Regions from separate parts of the Sus scrofa genome. Here regions 2 and 3 are each linked to region 1. Evidence: chromatin contacts called from public HiChIP or PLAC-seq and promoter capture Hi-C data. All regions are on one chromosome and are shown on one strand. The core of a region is the stretch at or near the end of the contact, and the rest is flanking DNA. Distances in the headings are between cores, read along the strand shown. Region 1 holds the start of TBX6 (T-box transcription factor TBX6). Region 2 holds the start of PRRT2 (proline-rich transmembrane protein 2). Region 3 holds the start of CDIPT (CDP-diacylglycerol--inositol 3-phosphatidyltransferase).

Region 1 (4,049 bases), core at 944-3,443:
TTCTCGTGGATGCAAAGAACAAACATGGTTGGATACAAGCTAGAGTGGGGGGCCTTGTGGTGGCGGGAACCCTCCCTGGGAATGCCTCCCCTGTGTCCCCGCAGGGTGAACGTGGGCTGCGGGCCAGCCGAGGAGCGGGTGCTGCTGACGGGCCTCCATGCTGTCGCTGACATCCACTGCGAAAACTGCAAGACCACTTTGGGCTGGAAATATGTGAGTCAGTGACCTCTGACCCCAGGCCAGCCTTTGACCTGACCCCCATATCACTTCCTCCTCACAAGCAGTCATCTGATAATCTTTCAGAGCATCCAGGCCCAAGTCACCCAAGTCAGGCTGTCTTTTCTCCCCCTGGCCATGTTCTCTCATATCCTGCAAGGGGCTTTTAGAATGTTTCTCGGAATGCATCCTTCTCATAGGCATAACCATTCCCATCTTAGAGATGAGGGTATAATCAGATTTACCATCTATTGAATGTTTATGTGCCAGGCACTGTTATGCGCTTGGCATACCTTAATCTCATTCACTCATTACAGCAATCCTGTAGGTAGTCTGTTATTATCTCTACTTTACAGAAGAAAGGAGGGCCCAGAGGTGTTAGGTAACTTCCCCAAGGTCACACAGCTGGTTAGTTACAGAACAGGAACCAGAACCCTTGTTTTTTTTTAACTCCAAACCCTTGCTCCCCAGCTTCTGTTGCCATTCAGAGGATCAGAGAAGTTGCCCAAGGCCCCACAGCAACATGGAGCGTGGTGGGTTCATGAGCCTCCTTCTCCACTGCCCTCATTGCCCCCTGCTGCCGTTCGGGGTTTGATTTCACTACCCTGAGTCTCATTTCCTTATCTGGCAGTGGAGGATCAAGCCACCACCTGGCACCCAAGATTGTTAGGGGGATCAGATTAGATGCAGCAAAAGAAGATGCTGCTGGAAAACCGCAAAGGACAAGAGTGGGGCCTCTGTGAGACAGATGCTCCAGGCAGAGACAGAACCCTGACCTGAGTTCACCCCTGGCCCTGCCACAAATGTGCTCTGGTTTGGCCTCTGAACCTCTGTAAAATAAAGAGATGGCCTCATCCAGACATCAGAAACTCAGCTGCTTGCAGGGCCAAGCAGATACTATTGATCTGCAAAAAAGGGCAGCATAGATCTGGAGAGGAGGGGGGCAGTCTGGCAAACTGGAGCGAGCACAGCCTGCCCCATATTTTAGTATTCTAAAGTTCTTTATATTAAACTCTCTGTTGGCCAAACCAAACATAGGTATAGGCCCCAAATGGCCCTCAAGCTACCAGTTTGTAATCCCTGGATCTTTTGGAAACTTCCATATCCTTTCTGTTGGAGCCAACATTAGTAATTAAAAAGTAGCTGTGATTCAGAGAGTTCTGTCTGTCCGCTGTCAGTGGGAAGCCCAGCCCTGCCCTTTACCAGTTCTGTGTCTATGGGCAGGTGGTTGGGCTTCTCTGGGTCACAGTTTCCTCCTACGTTAAACAGGGCCAAATCATATCCATTCCCCAACCCCTGCTCCTTTTGGTAGGCCCTAGCTCCAAGCATGACAGCCTCTCCCCTCCTTTCAGGAACAGGCCTTCGAGAGCAGCCAGAAGTACAAAGAGGGGAAGTACATCATTGAACTCAACCACATGATCAAAGACAATGGCTGGGACTGACCCTGGCTCCTGACGCCTGTGGCTCCAGCCCGGCCTGGCCGCCAGGGGGCGCCACGGGCTTGCCTCCATCCGAAGGGAGCTCTGGACCTCAGGGCCCCTGCCGAGGAAGGATCCTGTACATATATTTTATTGCATGCACTGTGACCTTGGTGGGAGATCAGAAGGTGGACAAGGTGGACGACACCCCCGCACCTCCCTGCGATCTGGCTGGCTTGGATCTCGTTTTTAACCCCTTCCTGCCCTGCCTGCCCTATAGACATGGCCTGTGTGCTGCTCTCTTGGCCCCAGTGCGCCATCTGCCCTGTGAACTTCTCCTCCCACCGGGCCCCTCTTACCCCACGCGTGTCTGCTCCCCTTGTTCTGTAGCGTTTGTACATAATAAAACAATGAAGTGGAGACAGCCCAGGCTCACGTGGAATCCGGGAAGGGGGGACTCAAATGCAGACTCCTGTCTCTACAGACCCATTTCCTTCTGGATCCCGGGTGGGGTAGGCACGGCGGTCAAAGCTGAGAACCTTTGCACCTGGGGCTCAGCTATCTTGGCACCCAGGAAGGACCTCACTGCCGGTGGAGATTCCCCGAGCCCACTCTAGCTCGTGAGGCATTGACCTCAGCTGATCTGCATCTTCTCAGCCTAAGAGTTCAGACGCCGCCTAGGGGCTGCTCTCCCGGGAGGCAACGGCGCCGCCGGTTTCACCGCCCTCCTCGTCTCAACTACAACTTCCAGCGGCCACAGCGGCATCTGCCTGTCTCCTTCGCGCGGAACCCAGGCGCTAGGCCTGCTGGGAAGTGTAGTTCCGTGGACTCCCCAGCGCGGGACCTTCTGGGAAACCCAGGTGCTAGCCGTCAAGAGACCGTCGAGCTGCGGGCGTCTCTTAAACTTCTGAGACTCGGCCGAGGGTGGAGGGTTTTCGGAATGGGAACCAAGAAGGACGCCAGGGTTCAGGCCTCAGCTGCGGACTCCTCGAATTCCCCAGTGAGCTCAGGCCGCGTCCCTCCAGCCCTGCTCCTTCCCTCCAGTCATGCTTCGTTCCTCCACATCTCACCCTCCAGGTGAAGGGTGGAGGGGTCACCTGCCAAAAAAGTCTGGGGCGCCAAGGTCTGTGCCAGGACTCCGAGCTCCATCCCTGGGCCCAGGCCCCGCCTCTCAGTAGCTTATCCCTAGCCGGGGCTCCCCCCGTGGGAACGGGGACCAGCTGGCCGGAAGCGCCAAACTGCGTCCCTGTCGAGCCCCGGGGATCAATCAGGCCGAGGAGTTAATTATGTAATGAGGGGGCAGGGGGTCGGGGCTAATGAAGCCTAGGGGGGTGGGGAGGGGAGAAAGGGAGGATACCCAGGTATCCGGCCCCCTCTTGGACCCCTTCCAGGCCCCAGGGGTCTCCACCCCAGCCCAACTCCAGGGCCCCAAAGAGGGGAGGGGCTGTGATCCTGGGTTTGGAAGGGGCTGAGCTGTGAGCTATAAAGCGGGCATCTCTCAGCACCGGGGCACTCTAGGCAGCGTGACCTGAGGCCAGACAGGACTACTCCATGTACCATCCACGGGAGCTGTACCCCTCCCTGGGGCCCAGCTACCGCCTTGGGCCCCCCCAGCCCGGGGCAGATTCCAGCTTCCCGCCTGCCCTGGCAGAGAGCTATCGCTACCCGGGTGAGCATGAGCGGTGGGAGCAGTTCCTGGGCAGGAATTGGGGTGGGGGGCTGTGGCCCTCGGCTGGCTCCTCATTCTCTTCCCATCTCCAGATCTGGACCCTCCCAAACTGGATTGCTTCCTCTCTGGGATTGAAGCTGCTCCCCGCCCTCTGGCTGCGCCCCCACCTCTACCCCCACTGCCCCCAGCCCTGGGCACCGAGCCACCCCCTCCAGCCCCAGAAGCCCTTCATTCTCTCCCTGGAGTCAGCCTGAGCCTGGAGAACCGGGAGCTGTGGAAGGAGTTCAACTCCGTAGGAACAGAGATGATCATCACCAAAGCCGGGAGGTGAGGGGGCTGGGCCAGGGTCAGAGGACCCCGGAGGTGTCCCTGGTGGGGGTCTCTTGGGAAAGGCAGAGGTCCAGGGGATGGGGCTAGGGCTCTTCGTAAGAGTGTGACTATGGCCTGGATCAGGGGTTCTGCACAGGGGGTCATTCTGTGGCAAGGGTCAAGGGTCAGTCTGTGGCATCTGCGGCTGGTTTAGGGACTAACCTATGGCAAGAGTCTTAGGTCATTCTGGGCCAGGGTCGGAAAGTCTGGTTAGGTTATAGGTTAGCGTGTGCCTGGATCAGGGGTCAGTCTGTGGCCAGGGTCAGGATTTCGACTATGAGTGGGGTCAGGCCATTGACCAGCAGCAGGGAAGTCTGGCCAGGATCAGAGGTCAGGATGTGACTAGATCTGGGGTCACCTTGGTGACAGGGATATGG
Region 2 (4,049 bases), core at 441-2,940, 230 kb after region 1:
CCCCCATGAGCCCTTCCTACTCGATCCTCCTCCACCAGCTGCTGTAGCACGCGGGGTGGAGCCCCATTGGCTGGGGGGGTTTTCGTTGAGGGTGGTGAGTGAGGATGGGGGGCTGGACCCTCTTCCCCATCCCCATCCCCAGCCTGCAGGGGAACCACAGCCCCATTTTCCTGCTTTTCCCCCCCACTCTCCGTCAGGACCTCAGGGGTGGGGTCCTCCTGGGTCGGTGGCTCTGGCTGAAGGACTGGCGTGGAGGTGGGCTGGGAAGCTGGCTGGGGGTCTGGCTGAGGGACTGACTGGGGGTCCAGCTGGGGGGCAGGCTCTGAGGCTGGCTCGAGTGGGGCTGCAGGTTCCAGGTGGGTCCCCTGGTCTGCAGTGGCCTCTTTGCTCACTTCTGGTTTGGATGCTAGCTCTTGGCATGTTTCTTCGGGGCTGGAGTTGGCCTTTGATTCCCCTCCTGGGTTGGCGCTGAGGTCTGTGGCCTGAGCTGCTTCTGGGGCCCCAGTTGGGGTCTCTGTGGTTTCTGGAGCCAGCCCAGCCTCGGGCTCTGAGTCCACAGGGGCCCCAGTGATGTCTGGGCCTGGCGGCAGGGTCTCTGGCTCATCTGGGACCCCAGCTGGGGCCTGGGGAGGGCCGGTTCCATCTTCAGAATGGCCGGGCCCTTCTCCCTGGGTCTGGGCACCCTCCTCTGCCCCTTTCATCTCAGAGACCTCCGGGCTGCTGGCTGCCATCTTGAGCTAGGAGAGAGGAGAGGGCCGCTGTGGGAAGAAGGATGGAGCAGCAGAGACAGCAGCAAATCCTGGAAGAGGAGGAGACGGGCTTGGTGTGAGGAGGGCAGAGGTGGCTCTCAGCACTGCAGCCCAGGAGGGCGATGCTCCTGTCTCGCAGCCAGCCTGGGGCTGCCTCTGGGGAAAGGAAGAAAAGTTGGGGTTTCCTTTGCCTTCGGGTGGGACATCCCTGGGGAAGAGTGCTCCGCGCAGCCTTCTGGTTGGAGAGCCTTGGGCAGATTAACCCTTTTGTAAACAGGACCCTCCCCGTGGTCTCTTCTTGGATCCACCCAACAAGACCCAGCGTCTTGGATCCTGCAGATGCCACAGCATCCCCCACATCAACAAGCTGTCCAGAGACCCATACACTCCCACAGGCAGACTAGACTGGGCGAGGACCCGATACGGGCGTTCCACTCCCTCTGCGTCCTCCCCCCCTTCCGTGGGCGCCCAGCCGGTGCGCTTTTCCTGCTGCGCGTTTGGGGCGCAGACGCCCCCGCCCCTCCCTGGGGGACTTGGGCATCTCCTCTGAGCCCCTTCCCAGCCCCTCTCCCAGGGATTCCCTTGCCCCCGGGGGACCGGCACCGCCTCCTCCCACTGGCGTGGCGCGCCCAGCACCACGAGCCGGAGTTCGCCAGGCGCCCGCATTCCCGCACAGCCCTCCCGGCGTCCGCGGTCTGTCCGTCCACTTCCTCCCCGCAGCCTCAGCCCATCCCCGTCTCACCTCGACGCCGGCCTCCAGACTGCTCCCGCTGCTGCCGCCGCCACCGCCACCGCCGCCGCCGCCGCGGTTGCAGCAGCCGCAGCCCGGGAGGGAGCAAGTCAGCGAGGGAGGGAGGGAAGGAGGGAGGCGGCGGGTCTCCCCTCCCCTCCGCTCGTCTCTCCCTCCCCTCCTCTCAGGTCCCCTCCCCTACGCTTCGCAGCCGCGCACCGCCCCCGCCCCTTGCACGCCTCCCGCCCCTCCCGGCCAGCGGAGGGAGACACGCGTGCCAGGCCCCGCGTTACCTGGGCAACCGGCCGGGGGACCACTCGCGCCCGATCCCCGGCCCTTCCCACGCGCGCCTCCTGGGGGTGCCCCCTTCCCAAGCCCCGGGCCCCTCCCGCCAACGGTCACCGGGGGTCCTGGCAGAGGCCGGGGGGTTGGGGGAAACGGAGAAGGGTCTGCGAGGCAAGGCAGGACCAAGCGAGACAGGCGGGATCGGCTGGAGGCACCTCTAGAAGCAGAAAGAAGGGGAGAGAGACGAAGTAAAACTTGGGAGGCTGCAGAGGATGAGCAGGGTGGGGTTTCCAAGAGAAGGGAGCCTGCAGAACGGGAAGTCCCTCTACCTCCAAGGAAACAGCAGCAGCAGAAGTGGGTACTGGAAGGCTCCAGAAAAGGGTCCCCGGAAGAGTGAGAGCCGGGACAGGGAAGGGAATTCCAAGGGGCAGGCAGGGTAGATGCTGCAGGGGGCGGGCCGGAGCAGCAGGAGGGGGCTGGGGCAGAGGAGCCCGAGTAAAAGCGGGTTGGACCACACCAAGAATGAAGAGGAAGTGGAGTTTTTATTCTCAACCTCATTGTTCCAGGGCTTGGGGCTCAGACCTGCCCAGCCTTTATGCAGCTACATCATCCACCATCCCGTCTCAGGGCCTCCTAAGGGTGTGCAGGTATTTGGCTGGGGTCTGAGCAGCAGGTGAGGGCTCTGGATGGGGGAACGCAGCGTTTACACCCAGCGACCGCTTGGGTTCCCGACCCAGGCCTCTTCGAGCCTCCAGGGGCTATTCCGGGCCTGTCCAGGCTGGGCATTCCCCAGAGACCCGGGAGTCCTGGAACTCACCCTCCACGGAGAGCCTCAGCCGCACCCTTTATCTGGACTGCAGCCACCTGTGCCGCCTCTGGGGAGGGAGGAGCCAAAGCCCCAGAGCTGCACAGGGCAGAGCCAGACTGGGACTGACAAGAGGCCTACGGTCTCCCTGGGGGTGGCCACAAGGGGCTTGGTGAGAGCAATTCATTCACTGGAGTCTGAGACAGGTTTTTATTTAAAATTTATTGTAATGGGGTCCGCGCAAAAGGAGGGGGTGAAGGGTGGGGAACATGCAGGGGACACAGGAACACGATGACATGGCCAGGGCCACAGCTTCAGTCGTGGGGGAGAGGGATGAAAAGAAAAGACCAGGGCTGGAGCTGGGGTGGAAGAGGGAAGGGGAGACACTGCGGCTGCATCCCCCCACCCCCAGGAAGCACCTCTAGGCCCTGGATCCCCCCATTTACCCTGCCCCCCTAAGGTTCCATCTCTTGTCCTGCCTCTGGCCCTAGTGGCTCCTTCTTTTGCTCCCCTTGACTTGTTTTCCCCTGACAGATTCTCAAAGAGGATGATGTTTAGGGCCTGACCCCAAACCACCCCACGTCACGAAGGTACAAACTTGGCCTTCCCTGTTCCTGCCCCTTCGCACATCTCACACCTCTCCCCCCCTCTCTGGGACAGAATCCTTGATTTCCCTCCTTCCTCTCCTCCCTCCCCCCTGGAAAAAAAAAAAGCACCAACTCCCCAGGGAGGGGCAGCAGACAGTAGGGGGGCACTGGAAGGAGGAGAGCAAGAAGGACCGTGGAGGGAGAAGGCTCACAAATCCCTGGAAGGGCAGGGCAGAGGGTTGCAGAGAGGAGAGGGGGTGAGGGCAGTGGCCACTCCTGTCCTCTGCCACCCCTGCCCACTGTCCAGGGGGCTTCAACACAACCAAGGGAACAGGTGTGTGTGGGGTCAGGTCTGATAGGGGGAAAAGAGGAGCAGGAGAAACAAATCGTTAAAACCTAGCGAATTCCCCTAAGAAAACATTTCTTCCTCCTTTCCTTCAGGAGGCTCCTTGGTTGGTGGGGAAGTAGTGAGGAGTTGGTGGGAAAAAAGAGGGAAGAGGAGACGGTACCAAGGGACTTTACTCCATTCTCCCCTCTCCCCCCACCAACTTGGAGCTCACCAGGGCTGGGAGGGAAGTGGCTGAGAGCTCACAGGCACCCCCTCGGCCCCCGAGAGGGAGCCCACAGCTGTGGGAGGGGCTGCCACTGCTGCCGCTGCCGCTGCCGCCGCTGCTGCCGCCGCCGCCGCCATTGGACAGACCTCACCTGTACCTGCACGGTGAGAAACACCGGATCACAGTGCGATCTGAATGGCAAGAGCCATGCCCCTCTCTCCAGACACCCTCCCCTGGGACACAGCCGTTGCTCACTTCCTGTCTGGTCCCCTGAGGTTGCGGCCTGCAGCCTGACCCAGTTCTCCTGAAAGGGCCCTCCCTGCTCCCAGAAGTCTCCCT
Region 3 (4,049 bases), core at 539-3,038, 190 kb after region 1:
GACACTCACCAGACCTCCACTCAATGAGGCTGTAGAGGTCGCTGCTTGGGACAGCCGGCTGCCCTTTTTCTCCTCATTCCTGGTAGGAGTGGATGTCATCCCCCTGGGGACAGTTGGAGCCCATGTTAGGCTGCGAAACCAGCCTCCTTCTGCCAAACCCAACCCACCACTCTCGCCCAAGGCCTTAGAGGACTGTGTCAGTTTCTCTCTGAAGCGGGGGGGGGGGGGGGGGGGGGGGGGGTTGGAGTTCCCGTCGTGGCTCAGTGTTTAAGGAATCTGACTAGGAACCATGAGGTTGCAGGTTCGATCCCTGGCCTCGCTCAGTGGGTTAAGGATTGGGAGTTGCCGTGAGCTGTGGTGTAGGTTGCAGACGCAGCTCGGATCTGGCGTTGCTGTGGGTGTGGTGTAGGCCGGCAGCTGTAGCTCCACTTCGACCCCTAGCCGGGGAACCTCCATATGCCGCGGGAGCGGCCCTGGAGAAGGCAAAAAGACCAAAAAAAAAAAAAAAAAAAAAAAAAAAATCGCTGCCTTAAATCTTCCTGGGGGAGGGAGTGGGACACCCACACGCCCGCCCCCTCTCCCCTGCCTCCACTCGGCCCGGCGAGAGCCTCGCTTTCCTTCTTCCCATCCAAGGCCCTTCTTAAGACAAGGCAGCCCACTTGCCACCCCCGACCTGGCAGATGGGTCGAAATCTTGGGCTCCTGGGCAGAAGAGGGGACAGGGAGGTCTAAAAAGCCCTTTTAGGGGCCGTGGGAGCGGGGAGTTGGGGGAGAAGTTTGGAAAAAGGGGAACCCAGGGCGGCTCCGCTACCCCTTACTACGAAAACTTTGGCATATGCAAAGGTTCCGCAGCGCCGTTGCCAGGAGACTAGGGATTCTAGAACCACAGGGGTAAGGGCATTTTCCTAGCTTGTCGCATTCGCAACTCCTCCGCTCCCTGCTAGGTCCCTCTTAGGGGTCAGTGACTCTAGCGCTAGAATCTAGAGAGACCTGGGAAGATGACACAGAGTGGAGCCTGCGACCTAATCCTCCCACCACTAGGGGCACGCGAAAAGCAGCCCCCCCCCAGGTCGCCCTTCGGGCCCTCTGGCTGTCATCTCGTTGCCTGGATCCTGCAAGAGCTAATGAGGGTGGAGAGAGGGGGGCGGGGAAGGAAAATGTGGACTGTACCAAATAACCTGACCTCTTGGGGGTGCAAAAACGCGAGAGAGCGGAATCTTCTCCCCTTATCTTTGTCTCCAGGAAGTCATACCCTGCACAGAAAGGAACGTAGAGACATTTATCTAGGCCTCCTTCTCTTTTGGCCTCTCCTTTTCAATTCCCTTTTTTGCTCGACGACTATGTTTCTTTTTCCCCTCTCCTCCCTCTGTGCTTTGGTACAAGCCGATGGTAAGGGGCGGAGGGAAGACAAGGAAGCCAGCAGGTCTTAAAGGGGCCGCAGCCATTTCAAAAGCCTCTTCTTCCTTTCTCCAATTTTGCAAGGTAGAACGCAGTAGAGTAGGTTCCGGAAGCCCAGCACAGCTGGAGCAGCAGAGGCCGCAGCTGGAGGCAGGAAGAGGCGAGCGTCTGCCCTGAGGAAGGGCAGGGTGTTCGCTCCCGGCTCACAGCTGGGTTAGCCCATGCTACGGTCGACATTGAGCTTTAACATCTGGGACCCGGCTGGGGCAGCAGAGACCTGCGCGCAGTGGGCGCGGCCGATGCGCCAGGCTGGAGGGTGAGCGTCGCGCCGGGGCTGGGACAGAGTTGGCACCTCCGGATAAGGCCCAGAGCGGCCAGGGGGCCTCCGCGATGCCAAGCGAAAATATCTTCCTGTTTGTGCCTAACCTTATTGGTGAGTGCTGTCCGCGGCTCCGGGCCGAACGGGAGGGCCAGGGGTCTTGGGCAGGCTTCCTGATCTGCCCTGTCTCTCCCTCGTCCCGTCCCAAGGTTATGCCCGGATTGTCTTCGCCATCATTTCTTTCTACTTCATGCCCTGCTGCCCCTTCACGGCCTCCTCCTTCTACCTGCTCAGCGGACTTCTGGACGCTTTTGATGGACACGCTGCTCGAGTCCTTAATCAAGGTGACAGATACCTCCTCCCAGCCAGCCTCGAGGCCCAACAACCCTCTGCCCCCTTTTCCTGCTTCCTCAGGTACTCAGGAGCTCTGTCATTCCCATCTCTGTAGAAAGCAGAGCAGAGTGGCCCGCTTTTGTAGCGGAAGGGATTTAAGCTCGCAGTTGAGAAGCACTCTTTGAGAGGAGGGGTGTGGGATGGCAAGACTGGGCGTGGCAAGTGGCAGTGCTGCCGGCCTCTCCGAAGGATTAAAACATCCATTCAACAGATGTTTATGTTTATTGGTATCTCCTGTGTGGCAGGCACCAGCCAGAATGATTCCAGAAGGTGGGTTTGGAAGGCAGATGGAGAGGGAAGAGGGATAGTTTCTGGAGGGTTGTCTACTTTTTGAATCTGTTCACTTCCAAGACTTCCCTAAGATTTCAAGTCTTCTTGTCTGGAGACCTGGACCCTGGATTCTGGGGTTGATGAGCTCTAGAGCTAGCCTCCCCACTTCTGCTTTGTTCTCTCTGCATTCCCATGTGTTCTGTTTTGTGGCACGGTGACCCTGGCCCTTTGGTCCAGGCAGAACAGTCTCCTCGCCTCCCCAGGCAGTGGATGCACCGTCACCCTTAGACTCTGCATCTGAATGATCCACCAGATACGGCCCCTGTCATCCATCCACCGCCTCCTCCACAGCTCTTTGCCACCTAATAGCCACCATTTTTCAGGGACCCGGTTTGGGGCCATGCTGGACATGTTGACAGACCGCTGCTCCACCATGTGTCTGCTGGTCAACCTGGCCCTGCTGTACCCTCGAGCCACCCTTCTCTTCCAGCTCAGCATGAGCTTGGATGTGGCCAGCCACTGGCTGCACCTTCACAGGTCTGTCATTCTGGGCGTGATGACCGGGTGGGGAGGGCTGAGGTCATATGGCGGTGGGGGCAGTGTCTTCAGGCTTCTCGGGAGATCTCCTTTTTAGCTCTGCTTTGCCGAACGACCTTGGGCAAATCTCTGAATCAGCTTCAGTCCTGTTTTACAGCTGGATTCAGTAATTCCTGCAACTTTTCTGGCTGGTTATTCAAGGATTCCACAGAGCAAACATCCCTTGGGCTGGAGTTCCTGTTGTGGCTCAGAAGGTTAAGGACCTGACACATTCTGTGTGAGGATGTGGGTTCGATCCCTGGTCTCACTCAGTGGGTTAAGGATCCTGCGTTGCCACAAGCTGTGGCGTAGGTCCCTGTGACTTGGATCCAGTGTTGCTAATGGCTGTGGCGTTGACCACACTCGACCCCTAGCCTGGGAACATCCACATGCCCCAGGGGCAGCCATAAAAAGAAAAATAAATAAATCCCTTGGGAAGGGGCACGGGGCTTTTGAGTCCTGATTCTTCCCCTAGCTAGGTGGCGTTGGGCAGGACAGTGGTCTTCAGCTGTGCCCAGTCCCTCCTCTGTTCAACGAGGCATCCTGACACCTGCCTCCTGGGGGTTGGCTTTCAATGTAATGAACGCTCATGGATTTCCCCCTACTTTCTTTCTCCCCCAAGTTCTGTGGTCCGAGGCAGTGAAAGTCACAAGATGATTGACCTGTCGGGAAATCCAGTGCTTCGCATCTACTACACCTCCAGGGTGAGCCTTCGCTGTTTACCCCGCTTAGCTTAGGCCAGTCCTGGGCTCCGCGCTGGGTCCAGGGTAGGATTGATGAGAAGGGCCTGTGTGAATGGCTCCGGGTAGCAAGTGGACCTGTGGCCCCGGGTGTGTCCAGGAAGGTAGAGCTGAGTGGCTGGAGGGAAAAGGGAGGGAGGAGGAAGCCAGAGAGGTCTGCGGAACCAGCTTGCGAAAGGCCTTAGGGGGACTTGCTGTGGGTGTGGTGGATTCATTGATCCCTGGCCTGGTGCAGCCAAAAAAAAAACACAAGGCCTTAAGCCTTGATAAGGAGTGTACTTTTTTTTTTTTTTTTTAAGTATATGTGCTGCCAAAGCAAGCACAAGGAGTGTAATTTTTATCCTGGGTCAGCAC

Evidence for each region. Promoter capture Hi-C pulls out the DNA fragments that hold promoters and counts their contacts. HiChIP or PLAC-seq counts read pairs in DNA pulled down with a chosen protein or histone mark.
Region 2: a promoter capture Hi-C map of fetal liver shows a contact between it and region 1, with 2.3 times the contacts expected there. The contact joins the promoter of PRRT2 here to the promoter of TBX6 in region 1. A contact is called at or near these places in 1 of 5 promoter capture datasets (fetal liver), 1 of 47 Hi-C or Micro-C datasets (epiblast stem cells) and 2 of 2 datasets of contacts at active chromatin or transcription factors (alveolar macrophages and skeletal muscle).
Region 3: a contact with region 1 is called in an H3K27ac HiChIP or PLAC-seq map of alveolar macrophages. The contact joins the promoter of CDIPT here to the promoter of TBX6 in region 1. A contact is called at or near these places in 2 of 47 Hi-C or Micro-C datasets (heart right ventricle and liver) and 1 of 2 datasets of contacts at active chromatin or transcription factors (alveolar macrophages).

The regions. Positions count from the first base shown.
Region 1 is chr3:18,276,008-18,280,056 of Sscrofa11.1, reverse strand. It overlaps TBX6 (T-box transcription factor TBX6), which reads left to right and starts at 2,193. Exons shown (of 8, transcript XM_021088015.1): 1 at 2,193-2,711; 2 at 3,396-3,630. The coding sequence starts at 2,681. It overlaps YPEL3 (protein yippee-like 3), which reads left to right. Exons shown (of 5, transcript XM_021088027.1): 4 at 105-213; 5 at 1,569-2,058. The coding sequence ends at 1,658.
Region 2 is chr3:18,046,255-18,050,303 of Sscrofa11.1, reverse strand. It overlaps PRRT2 (proline-rich transmembrane protein 2), which reads right to left and starts at 1,690. Exons shown (of 4, transcript XM_021086428.1): 1 at 1,492-1,690; 2 at 1-799. The coding sequence starts at 731. It overlaps MAZ (myc-associated zinc finger protein), which reads right to left. Exons shown (of 7, transcript XM_003354553.4): 7 at 2,773-3,867.
Region 3 is chr3:18,089,172-18,093,220 of Sscrofa11.1, reverse strand. CDIPT (CDP-diacylglycerol--inositol 3-phosphatidyltransferase) reads left to right here and starts at 1,788. Exons shown (of 6, transcript NM_001167642.1): 1 at 1,788-1,830; 2 at 1,926-2,060; 3 at 2,763-2,916; 4 at 3,578-3,659. The coding sequence starts at 1,788. It overlaps LOC100622642 (putative protein T-ENOL), which reads right to left and starts at 1,254. Exons shown (of 6, transcript XM_021086430.1): 1 at 1,183-1,254; 2 at 10-103. The coding sequence starts at 99.